Linked DNA regions of Macaca mulatta: region 1 is linked to region 2. The links are chromatin contacts, called in public Hi-C maps. All regions are on one chromosome and are shown on one strand. Each heading gives the region's core, a stretch centred on a gene start, on an enhancer-like site or on the middle of the called end of the contact. The rest is flanking DNA. Distances are from core to core; before and after follow the strand shown. Region 1 has its middle 46 kb from the start of BHLHE40. Region 2 holds the start of BHLHE40 (basic helix-loop-helix family member e40).

Evidence for each region. Hi-C and Micro-C count contacts between places; a contact is called where the count stands out from the background.
Region 1: a Hi-C map of CD4 T cells shows a contact between it and region 2, with 2.8 times the contacts expected there. The contact joins the enhancer-like site here to the promoter of BHLHE40 in region 2. A contact is called at or near these places in 5 of 14 Hi-C or Micro-C datasets (CD4 T cells, blood, cortical neurons and 2 more).

Annotation. Positions count from the first base shown.
Region 1 is chr2:143,763,011-143,769,222 of T2T-MMU8v2.0, forward strand. No RefSeq gene overlaps it. Among named protein-coding and RNA genes, the nearest start is that of BHLHE40, 46 kb to the left of the region's middle. Within about 2 kb of position 3,666, at least 28 of the 40 cell types and tissues checked have an H3K27ac peak or open chromatin away from gene starts, as enhancers often do. A contact at or near this core is called in CD4 T cells and blood, where this site is marked.
Region 2 is chr2:143,716,453-143,722,313 of T2T-MMU8v2.0, forward strand. It overlaps BHLHE40 (basic helix-loop-helix family member e40), which reads left to right and starts at 3,230. Exons shown (of 5, transcript NM_001257518.1): 1 at 3,230-3,570; 2 at 3,734-3,803; 3 at 4,064-4,171; 4 at 5,073-5,196. The coding sequence starts at 3,491.

The DNA of each region.
Region 1 (6,212 bases), core at 2,416-4,915, 47 kb after region 2:
GATTACAGGTGCGAGCCACTGTGCCCGGTCGAGAATCTATGTTTTTCACTCATAGTTTGGGATTGTTCTTGCAGTTGAATACCTCTGAAATAATAATCAATGAATATTTCATTCAATAAATATTTACTGTCCCCTTCCGTGTGCCAGTCTCCTGAGTTGTCTTAGGATAATAATTATTATCCTAAATCATTCCATTACTTCTTAGATATTTAGCATTCCAACAAACAGAAAACAAGCTCTCTCCTCTCCCTTCCCAAGGGTTTATGTCTTTCATCTCCTCCTTGGCCATCCAGGTTCCCACCTCGGAGTTGGCTTTATAGCTACTGGAGCCTTCCTGAACCCATCTGTTGGGATACTGAGTCACTGAGTCATAAAGAGGAATGTTTCCCACTAAACATCACACCAGAACAGATAGACTTCCAGCTGAGCCAGCTGGTGACCTGGCCGCCCCTGAGTGGAGAGAATGGGAGACGTGGGAGGTGGGAGGCACACCACGCAGACGGTCACCTCATGGTGACGTCACCTGCCAAACCAGTGACTCACCTCCCAATTCTCCACTCTACCAGCCATATCTTGTTCACTTGGAATACCTGAGGGGAATACCAGCCTCCTGTGTTTAGTGAAAACACACACTCGTGAGCTAGTTTTTAAAGGCATGGTGTTTTCTTGCTTTCAAGTGCAGGCCTGAGTTAAGGCTGCTTCTGCTTTAATAAGTACCCAGGAGTCTCCTTTTAAAGAAAGAGTTGGATGAGAATGGGGCTTGCTATGTGGGTTACTTTTTTTTTCCTTAAAATTTTTCATTGTAGTAAAATATACATAACACAAAGTTTACCATTTTAACTTTTTTTTTTTTTTTTTTGGAGACAGAATTTCCTCTCTGTTACCTAAGCTAGAGTGCAGTGGTATGATCACTGTTTATTGCAGCCTCACCCTCTAGGGCTCAATCAATTCTCCCACCTCAGCCTCCCACGAAGCTGAGACTACAGGCATCTGCCACCACACCCAGCTATTTTTTTTTTTAAATTTTTTGGAGAGATGGGATTTCACTATGCTGCTCAGGCTGGTCTCGAACTCCCGGGCTCAAGTGATCCACCCATCTCAGCCTCCCAAAATCCTGGGATTACAGGGATGAGCCACCTTTTAACCACTTTTAAGTGCACAATTCAGAGGCATTAAGTATATTCACAATGTTGTGCAACCATCACTACCCATTCCTAGAGCTTGTTCATCATCCCTTCAATTCATCATCAATTAAATTGTTCATTGAATTCTAATCAAATGAGAACTCCCCATTTCTCTCTCCCTCCAGCCCCGGCACCTCTACTCTACTTCTGTATCTATAAATTTGTCTATTCTAGGTATCCCATATAAGTGGAATCATACAATACTGTCCTTTTGTGTCTGACTTATTTTACTTAGTATCATGCCTTCAATGTTCATCCATATTGTAGCACTCACCAGAATTTCATTCCTTTTTAAGGCTGAATATTTCATTGTACGTACATACTACATTTCGTTTATCCATTCATTTGTTGTTTTCACATCTTAGCTATTGTGGGTAGTTTACTTTTGAGTCCCTAAAGATCATTTTTTCTCTTTAGTAGTTAGAAATTCTTCTTTAGAAAGCTTCTCAGAGTTCACCTGCAGACTGGGACTAAGATGGCCAGTTCTAATGACTTCTCAGGGGGATTGTGAAGATAAAGTTAACTCCTGGGTAGCAAAGTGCTTTATACATTCTAAAATGTGTCTACCGCCATACCACCCTGAACACACCCTAGCTCTTCTAAATTCTAAAATGCCCCACAAAAATGTTTTTACTTTGTTTGTACTATTTGCTTAGCTTTTCCCCACAAGCAGGAAAACACACACACATACACACATACACACACACACACACACACACGACCCTAGGCTCCTTTCAAATTATAGTAAAATCTAGATGGAAATGGTCCAAATGAATGAGGTTTTCCCGGGATGTTTGTATACACTGCAGTCTCTCCATTCTTTCCAAAGCAGAGTACAAGTGTATTAAGTGTTTACATGGACCAGGACACTATTCTGTTAATTACTAAGCATTAATTTACTAGCTTTGGGACATGGATGAGTTACTTCACCTCTGTGCCTCAGTCTCTTCATCTGCGAAGGAGGGACCAAAGTGATAGAACTGACCTCATAGAGTTGTATTAAATGAGGTAATAATGGTAGTGGGTTTGGCACAGTGTTTGGCATACCTCAATGTAGGCCTCAACGCTAGTTGCATTGATGTTATCACGTGTTTCTTATTTGGAATTACTTTTATCCTCATCTCACATTATTAACACATAATTGAAGATTAAATGCACGGTCTTAAAATGCAGTAAAAATGCATCAATTCCAAAGAAGAAGGGCCCTGTCTGCCATGTTAATTGACGTTCTGCAAGGCTGCCTGGTAATGGTAAAGACTTCTAGTTTAGGACTCAGATTTGATTTTACTTCCCAGCTGATCTCACATTAACTGGGTATTCTACTCTGTAAAATGGGGATAACACCTACCTCATAAGGTTGTGTTTAAGCCACAAGTTCATGCCTGTGCAGCTTTGCAAGACTTAATATATGCTGGCTAGCACTGTTATTATCCTTCTCTGTCTCTTCACCTGGCACACTCGGGGTGCTCAGGAAATACTTGCCAAAATTAATTAAAACAAACATTGCAGCCAGGTGTGGTGGGTCACACCTGTAATCCCAGCACTTTGCGAGGCCAAGGTGGGTGGATCACTTGAGGTCAGGAGTTCAAGACCAGCCTGGCCAACATGGTGAAACCTTGTCTCTCTAAAAAAAAAAAAAAAAAAAAAAAATAGCGAGTGTGGTGGTATGCACCTGTAATACCAGCTACTGGAGAAGCTGAGGCAAGAGAATGGATTGAACCAGGAGGCAGAGGTTGAAGTGAGCCAAGATCAAGACACTGCACTGCAGCCTGAGTGACAAATCAAGACTGTGTCTCAAACAACAACAAACAAACAAACAAAATAAAACAAACATTGCTTCACTGATAGCAGACGGGCCATTGACTCTTAAGAGGTTTGTGAGACACTGATCTATGGCAAGAAAGGTAAGAAAAAAACCCAATCCAACCCAAACCAAACCAAACCAAATCACAGAGGCTTGAAAAGTCAGCTCTCCCAGTTACAGGCTATCTTAGGGCCCTTCTCTGGGCTTTAGTTTTCTCTGGCTTGTTTCTAACATCCTCCAGCAACTGTGCTTTGAAAACTTGACAATCAGGTACAATATGGAAGGTGGGCCACCGGATGCCTCCAGGGCAGAATCCAGGACCCGTAGTGGGTGGCCTAGTCTCCTGGGGCCTGCACCCTAGAGCCAGTGGTTTCCTGAGTGGGCCGTGCCCCGGGTCACTTCCCGGGGGCGGGTTAGCCTCACTGAGGCGGCCAGGATGCTGTTGGTCTCCTAGGCAACAGTGTGTGATCGAGAGGATGCAGTAAACCAGTGGTGTCATCCTGCGACACCAACCCACCACCCTCCCGCCCCCTCACAGCCGGGGCCCCGGCCGCAGGAAGTGGAATTCTTCTGGGAAAGCGACTGACGTCGCCGGTGGCCGCGGTCCCTGCCCCTGCCCTGGCAGGCGCTGATGCAAGCGCCGCCTCGCGCCTGCAGGCAGGCGGTCCCCGGGGAGCTGGCGCAGCTCTCTCTCCGTCTTGCTCCCTTCCGGCCACCCCCGCCCGGCTTTCCCTGTGAGAAGTCAACAGCTCCTGGGTGGTTTCCCACCGAAAGGCCCAGCGGGGTGTGTGTGGGGAGGGGCTGAAGTGTCTTTGCCCAAATCCGTTCTTCTTTCTCCCCAGCTCCTCCCAGACTGGGTTTGGGAGAATCCCAGCATCTCAACCTGGCCACGTGTCTGGGTCAATATGAAGGGCTCTCGGTGCCTCCAGCCCCTCCCTGGGACAACCTGGGTGGCCTGAGATACCTGGTGCCAGCGATGCCAAGGAAACCGTCCGGACCACTAGGGAACCTTGGGTCTGGATGGGGAGGCGGTGAAGGGCCTCTGGGGAGGAAGTAGTCCAGCCGAGGCTGGTCTCCATCGCCTTCTGCTGGCAAACGGAAGAGTTGCTCTGAAATTCCTCCTGGAACCTCCCAGAGGCTTGGGGAAGGCTGGGGGAGGGGCGCGGCCTGGAATGTTAGAGGCCACCCTTTTCATAAAGCAGACCGGGAAACTGAGGTTCAGAGAGGGCAGGGTACCTGTCCATAGTCCCGCAGCTATTCTAAGACCAAGTCAGGACCAGAATTCGCAGTGAAGCACACCGTACAATTTCCATGCTTTTGTTTTGTTTTTGAGATGGAGTTTCACTCTTGTCGCCCAGTCTGGAGTGCAGTGGCCCAATCTCAGCTCACTGCAACCTCTGCCTCCTGGGTTCAAGCGATTCTCCTGCCTCAGCCTCCCAAGGAGCTGGGACTTCAGGCCTGGGCCACCATGCCCAGTTAATTTTTGTATTTTTAGTAGAGACAGTGTTTCACCATGTTGGCCAGACTGGCCTCGAACTCCTGACCTCAAGTGATCCACCCATCTCGGCCTCCCAAAGTGCTGGGATTACACGTGGGAAACACCGCGCCCAGCAACAATCTCCATGCTTTTTAAAGCCAGGAGGCTTCACATAGTTAACTCCTTCTCTCTGAGGCCTTGTGCTCCTGTGAGCCCTTTCTCCATCACTGCATCCCAGCAGCAGTTCCAAGTGTGGTTCCTGGGCCCAAGCCTTTACCAGGGAGTATGTGAAGTCAAAACTAGTTTCATAACAATACTAAGAGGATATTTGCCTTTTTTCACTCTTTCTCTTCTGTGTGCACGGTGGAGTTTTCCAAAGACCTCATGACACGCCACGCTGCAATAGACAGACTGCAGAAGCAGATATGAGAAGCCAGCTGTCTTCTATTAAGGAAGACACTAAAGAGATTTGCAAAAATTGAAACTATGCCATTCTTCTCACTCATTTTTTGTTGTTGTTCATTTTAGAAAATACAGCTATTTTCATAAAACATATGTAAATATATAAGGGTTTATTATTTTTAAATGAACTACAAATAATTTAAAAATGGAATTATGAATAATTTTTAAGTAATTATTAAAAATAATTACAGGCCAGACGCAGTGACTCACACCTGTAATCCCAGCACTTTAGGAGACCGAGGCGGGCAGATCACGAGGTCAGGAGATCAAGACCATCCTGGCTAACATGGTGAAACCCCGTCTCTACTAAAAAAAAAAAAAAAAAAAAAAAATTAGCCAGGCATGGTGGTGGGCGCCTGTAGTCCTAGCTACTCGGGAGGCTGAGGCAGGAGAATGGCGTGAACCCGGGAAGCGGAGCTTGTTGTGAGCCGAGATCGTGCCACTGCACTCCAACCTGGGCAACAGAGCGAGACTCCATCTCAAAAAAATAATAATAGTAATAATAATTACAAAATAATTTTTAAATAATTGAATTACAAATAATTAAAATTTTTGTTTGTTTGTTTTCTGAGACAGAGTCTTGCTCTGTCACCCAGGCTGGAGTGCAGTGGCATGATCTTGGCTCACTGCAACCTTCACCTCCCGGGTTCAAGCAATTCTTCTGCCTCAGCCTCCCAAGTAGCTGGGACTACAGGCACGCAGCACCACATCAGCTAATCTTTGTATTTTTAGTAGAGATGGGGTTTCACCATGTTGGCCAGGCTGGTCTCAAATTCCTGACCTCAAGTGATCTGCTTGCCTTGGCCCCCTCAAAGTGCTGGGATTACAGGTGTGAGCCACCGTGCCTGGCCTAAAAATAGTTTTTTTTTTTAAGAATGTAAATGGTCCTGAGACCACAAAATTTTAGAGCAACTGTTCTGTGTAAAGTGCCTCCTCACAATCACTGCAATATCACCCTCTTGAATTTTATTTTATTTTTTTTAAACGGTGTCTCACTCTGTTGCCCAGGCTAGAGTGCAGTCACATGATCTTGGCTTACTGCAACCTCTGCCTCCCAGGTTCCAGCAATTCTCCTGTCTGAGCCTTCCGAGTAGCTGGGAGGCGTGAGCCACCACACACGGCTAATTTTTGTATTTTTAGTGGAGACGAGGTTTCACCATGTTGGCCAGGCTGGTCTCGAACTCCTGACCTCAGGTGATCTACCCCCCTCAGCCTCCCAAAGTGCTGGGTTTACAGGTGTGAGCCACTGCGCATGGCTGTACCTTTTTTATTTACTTCACAGTTC
Region 2 (5,861 bases), core at 1,980-4,479:
GGCTACAAAATGGCAGGATTACCCAGTCAGTGCAGCTGCTCAGTGCCACACTGCACTACTCCAGAGGGTGCTCTCACACAGACTGCAATGTGAGTAGCTCCCCCTGGAGTTGAGCGGTGCACAACCCAAACAACCCTACCAGGCAACCATAAGTATAGTGATTAAGAGCACAAGCTTTGGAGTCCAACAAACCCGGGGGGCTTGTCTCAGACTGAATCCCAGACTATATAACCTGGGGCAGGTTATTTAGCCTCCTTGAACCTCAGTTTTCCAAACAGAGTATGTTATACATCCCTAGGCTCTATTTCAGTGTCTGGCATTGAATAACAATAAATATGTGTTAAATGAATTGAGCTAATACTAGTACCTGCCTATAAGGTGGTGGTGAAGAGCAAAGAAATTGACATATGAAAGGTTTTTAATATCTACAAAAGATGACAGACTGAAATAGTAACATTCTCCAGGATGGAAAGATACATGCCAGGTAGGAATTGTTTGTTCAAATTGCTATTTTTTAAAAGCCATAAGCTATGGAGAGAACAACAGATTTTTTTTTTTTTAATCCGGATACGGTGGAACTCTGGTAGGATGTGAATAGTTCTTGAAGCTTGAGAATACATTTGGAACAAATAAAAAGTAGGAAATGCATACATGTTATTTACAGTTGTAGGGCAGGTAGGGGCAAAATGTGTTGATAAACTCAAAGAATTTTAAGAATGATATTGTCATGAGCCATGAGCCATGGAAGCTGCAGGGTTTGGGCTCACTCCTGCCATCGGGTGAGGAGTGTCAGCGGAAGGGGGTGTGTGTCCTTTCCTCTCCCAGTGTTTATTTCCTAGTGGAACCGTGGTTTTGACGCAGTCATGACAACTCTTCATCCTTATTAAAGTCACACAATGAAGCAGGTCGCCCAAGATTGAAAGCACGTTTCCAGGGCGGACTCCGGTTCCTGTCTTTGGCCAGCAAAAGTACATTCTGGCAGGGAGGGATCTCTGAGCCCCGAAGTGAGGTCATGCCAGTTAGCAGTTAGAAAAGGAGGCATTTCTCACACTTGCTAATGAGTTTGACGCTTGTGAAATATAAACAGGAAGTGGGAGCTCTCCAAGGCGACCTGAAGGAAATACACTCCCAGTTTGGTCAACTTGTGAATGCCAGTTCTCTAGGGCGTCAAGGACACTGCCAGTTAAGACTGACTCCCTAACTGCACCCGAGGCTACTCTTCACCCAGTCTCAGCAGTGACCCCATTTTTTTTTTTTTTCAATCCTTCCCACTGCCAGGTCACTCAGCAGCGCGGTGACTGACCCAAAGCGCAGTGGGAAAGGCTTACAGTCATCTCTCAACTCCCCGAACTTGCAGGGCAGGGGAGCGCAGAGGTCAGTGAAATCCCCAGCCAGGCCTTATTTTAGTCATGAGTTTCCACTGGCTCCCTCCTCTGACTGTATCAGCGCTGCTCACAACACGGGATTGGAGTTTCAGCTGTTTTCCCTGCTCCAGGCTGAGTGAGAAGGTCACAGAGCCCGGACTTTTCCGGGGGAGGTGGGTGGGGCCCTCCGGCAGCCTAAGTGAGATTGCAGAGATCTGGGGCCGTTGGAGGAGGTCTTTCCGCCCCTGGCTCGGGACTTTGGGTTAGCTTCTCCCCCGCTTCTCTACCTAGGCATCTTGGTTAGAATTAAATTAAAAACACAAAGCAACACAAGTTCTCTTTTTTTTTTCCCTCTGTCAGCCAGTGGCCTCGATACAATTTTCCCAGGGCTGCCTTTCCTTTATTGCTCAATTTATCCTCTTCCTAGAGGTTCTGTAAGTTCAAGGGCAGGATCCGTGTCGGATTCATCAACAAACACAGCGCCTAGCACAGAGTAGGGGGCTCAACAAATATGTGTCGACTGCATGATTGCTAAGATTTTACTGTGTAACAGGCGGTTTTATTTCTTGTCTCTCTCATCCCTCCTGCCCTGGGTGCAGACCGCAAACAGCGCCGCCGAAGTTCCCAACAGGCAGGGAGAGGGCCGATCCGGGTTGGCACACCACGTCCCCGGGGTCTCAGTCCCTGGGTCAACGCAGAGGGGCTCGCGGTCCGCGGCGCTGCGACCTGAGCCCCGGCCACGTGAAGCGTCACGCCCTGCGCTGCTGCAGGGCAGGCGCCGCCGCCGCGGTTGTGTAACGCTGCAGCCGGAGGGGAGGCGACCCGGGCGCCTCTGCTCTGGAGGGGGCAGAGGAGGGAGGGAACACCGGGCACCGTGCCCGGTATCTTTCTGTGCTTGACTGGCCGGGAGGAAGGGGGTGACACTGGGGCACCCAGGGGGCTGCGCAACCAGGTGCCCGCCCGCCCGCAGGCTGTGCCCGGGAGCGGAGCTCCTGGGGAGCGAGGGGCCCTCGGCTCACACCCTCCTCGGTCAGGTGCGCGCGGCGTGCTCGGCGGCAGCCTCAGCTGCCCCTGCGCTTGGCTGTCTGCCCGCTTCCCATGGGGTGACATCCGCCCCGCCCCTCGGTCCCTCCCCAAGGCGGGCAATTCCTGGACGCGAGGGTGAGCAGTGGGGGCAGGGAAGCCAGGACGGAAAGAAACCCCAGCCTCTGGGGAAGGCTGGGGGGCCGGGCGACTCCCTCCGCTGAGCGCCGGTTCCTCCAAGCGGGCCGGGCGGGGGAGGAGGAAGAGGGCTGGGCTGGAGCTAGCAAGGGGATATTCCTCTCCCGGCTTGAGTCAGACGCGGGCGGATCCGTCCTCCCCCGTTCCCTCCCAGGAGACGGGAACTTACTTCATTTCCCTGGGGCAGGTTCGCCCACGTTACCAACTCTCCCCCTCCCCCAGCAGCCCCGTCCCTTCCAGCTTCCGCGCCCCCCACCCAACTGGGCAGGACCCAGGTTGCGCTGCCACCCCCTCTTCGGGGAAAGGCGGCCGCAGCCGCAGACACCTGGGGGCCGGGGCTGGGGGTGGGGGCTCCCTAGCAGCCGCCGGAGCGTTGTCCAACACGTGAGACTCATGTGATGAAGCCGGGGGAGGGCGGGCAGGTCGCTCCTTCCCTCCCCGGCAGTGGCCAGACGTGCCTGGAGTCACAGGGTAGAACACGTAGCTCCAACCCACCCACTCGCTCCCATTTAACCCAGCCCGCAGCCTCTCCATTACTCCTCGGCTTGTGCCCCCACCCCCCCCACTCCGCCCTAACCGCCCCCCCCCCACCCGCTCCCTCCCGCCTCCCCGCCCGCCCCACTTCTCATTCACTTGGCTCGCACGGCGCAGACCGCGCAGGGAGCACACACCGCCAGTCTGTGCGCTGAGTTGGAGCCAGAGGCCGCGGGGACACCGGGCCATGCACGCCCCCAACTGAAGCTGCATCTCAAAGCCGAAGATTCCAGCAGCCCAGGGGATTTCAAAGAGCTCAGACTCAGAGGAACATCTGCGGAGAGACCCCCGAAGCCCGCTCCAGGACAGTCCTCATCCAGACGCTCCGCTAGAGCAGACAGGAGCGCGCAGTGGCCCCGGCTCGCCGCACCATGGAGCGGATCCCCAGCGCGCAACCACCCCCCGCCTGCCTGCCCAAAGCACCGGGACTGGAGCACGGAGACCTACCAGGGTAAGTTGGCACTCCTTGGCCCTTCAAGCCTCAACTCCAGCCCCATGTTATGCGCCACTCTCAACTTGGAGCAGCTCCGGGCGCACCGGGGGGTTCTTGCCCGGCAGAACGCCTGCAGCCGTGCGCAAGCAGTCACGACCCTTCCTGGTCTCTCTTCCTGCAGGATGGATTTTGCCCACATGTACCAAGTGTACAAGTCAAGACGGGGAATAAAGCGGAGCGAGGACAGCAAGGTAAGCAAGTGCACCCCTGGGGACCCTGCGCTCAGCCCCTCGCGCGCGCTGAGTTTCCAAGAAAAGTTTTCTCGCTTAGAGGTTGGCGAGGGGATGCAGGGTGTGGGCTCGGTGCCTCTTCTGAGTGACTTGGAAAAGAAGGGGCAGATGATGGTTCTGGTGCTATTCTGCTCCTCTGCCGGACTCGTGCTGCGGGGCTGGGAGGATAGGCTTCTCATCTCCTTTCCCAAGCGCCCACCGCCTCCCCGTGCGTCTTGCAGGAGACCTACAAATTGCCGCACCGGCTCATCGAGAAAAAGAGACGTGACCGGATTAACGAGTGCATCGCCCAGCTGAAGGATCTCCTACCAGAACATCTCAAACTTACAGTAAGTGAGAAGCTGGCCCCTTTCCAACCCAGTCCTTTGCCCAGAGGGCGGGCGGGGGTCACTCGCCGCCTGCAGGTTCCGCGGGGAACTGCAGACCAGACGGGCGGATCAGAGCTGGCGGGTGGCTCTGTGGTGGGGTCCTCCTCCACAGTCCTTGCGTTTTCTGGCTGACTCATGCAAATGAGGCGAGAACCGCTTGGACCTCTCCAAGTTGGCTACAACACCAACTGGCCTTCCTTTTCAAGAGTTTAACTTCTGGTGATTTTCAGGATTCCCTAGTTTTTCTAACTTAAAGGAACACGCCAAGCAACACACACATTTACCCCTTTCCCTCCACCACTCCCCCCACCTTTTTTTTTGTTGTTAAATAAGTGGACTTGCTTTGGTGTGTGATTTTTACGGCCTGTCCTTTCTTGACAGTAGCCCTCAGCTACTTGGCAGCCTTTGGTTGGGGAAATGGAAAAAAAAAAAAAAAGTATTTTGGGAGGAACAAAAAAGCCTGAATGAGCTGGAAGTTCTGAAAGGGTGTAAGGAAAGAAGTAGGGAAAGCCTATTGGCTGCCAGACATAATAGAGGTCCCTCTCTGAGTTGACACCCCTGCAGAAAAATGTTATCTCTGGATTCCCCTGAGTTAAGGTCAGCAGAGGCTGCTGGAGAAATTTATCTGTCAAAGCATTTTCCTGAGGTAGTTGCAGCTTCCAAAATGCCTCCAAAGAGAGATGGCACCCTTTTTAAAATTATTTAATCATATATATTTTATATATATGTGTGTTAGAACAGCCAACGAAGAAAGACTATCCACTTTTTTTTTTTCTTTTAGAGACATTTCTCTTTGCTAAGAAATATCCCAAAGGTGGGACTTCTTTGACCTCACCGCTGACTAAGCCTCTTTTCCTTCTAGACTTTGGGTCACTTGGAAAAAGCAGTGGTTCTTGAACTTACCTTGAAGCATGTGAAAGCACTAACAAACCTAATTGATCAGCAGCAGCAGAAAATCATTGCCCTGCAGAGCGGTTTACAAGCTGGTGAGTGCTGATTCTGGCTCTCCTCTTTTTAAGAGTTTGAGCACAAATAGAGAGCCTGTGGGCTCAACATCTGATGGAATAAACATTACTGCAACAAACTGCTTATGCACCTTCATTGGGGGAGATGCAGTTTTATCTTTCCTAAAAGGTCAGACTTTTCATTTGAAATGCAGTGTGCCACCTGGCATGAATACGTATTAGTGAAATGATAAGATATTCCTGTGGCATTTTAGCTTGAGAGTCTCTGGGTTCTGGGAGATTTCCCTACTCCCTTTTAAAATGCCAAGGCACCTATAATTTGCCTTGTGGGTGTTTTACAGTTGGTCTTCTTAGCCCTCTTTCATTGGAGAAGAAATCGTGGGTATGCCCCAGTGTTTTCCTGTTTCTTTGCTTCCTTGTCACTTGGTGTGTGGTGTGATCCTGGCAGGATACAGCAGGAGTTTTTCCTGCATTTCATGTGGTTCCCTGAATAGCCACTAGGTATCATGGTAAATTGCACAATCTAGCGAAACCACTGAAGTTTCATCATTCGTTTCAACAGACTTCCAGATAATCGGAGTCACCTAACCTTCTAGTCTCACTTCTTCCAAATAATACTGTACTGACTGGGGAGAATTATTCTACCCACTCCCTCATTTCATTCTCTGCCTTCCTCTCCAAGGCTC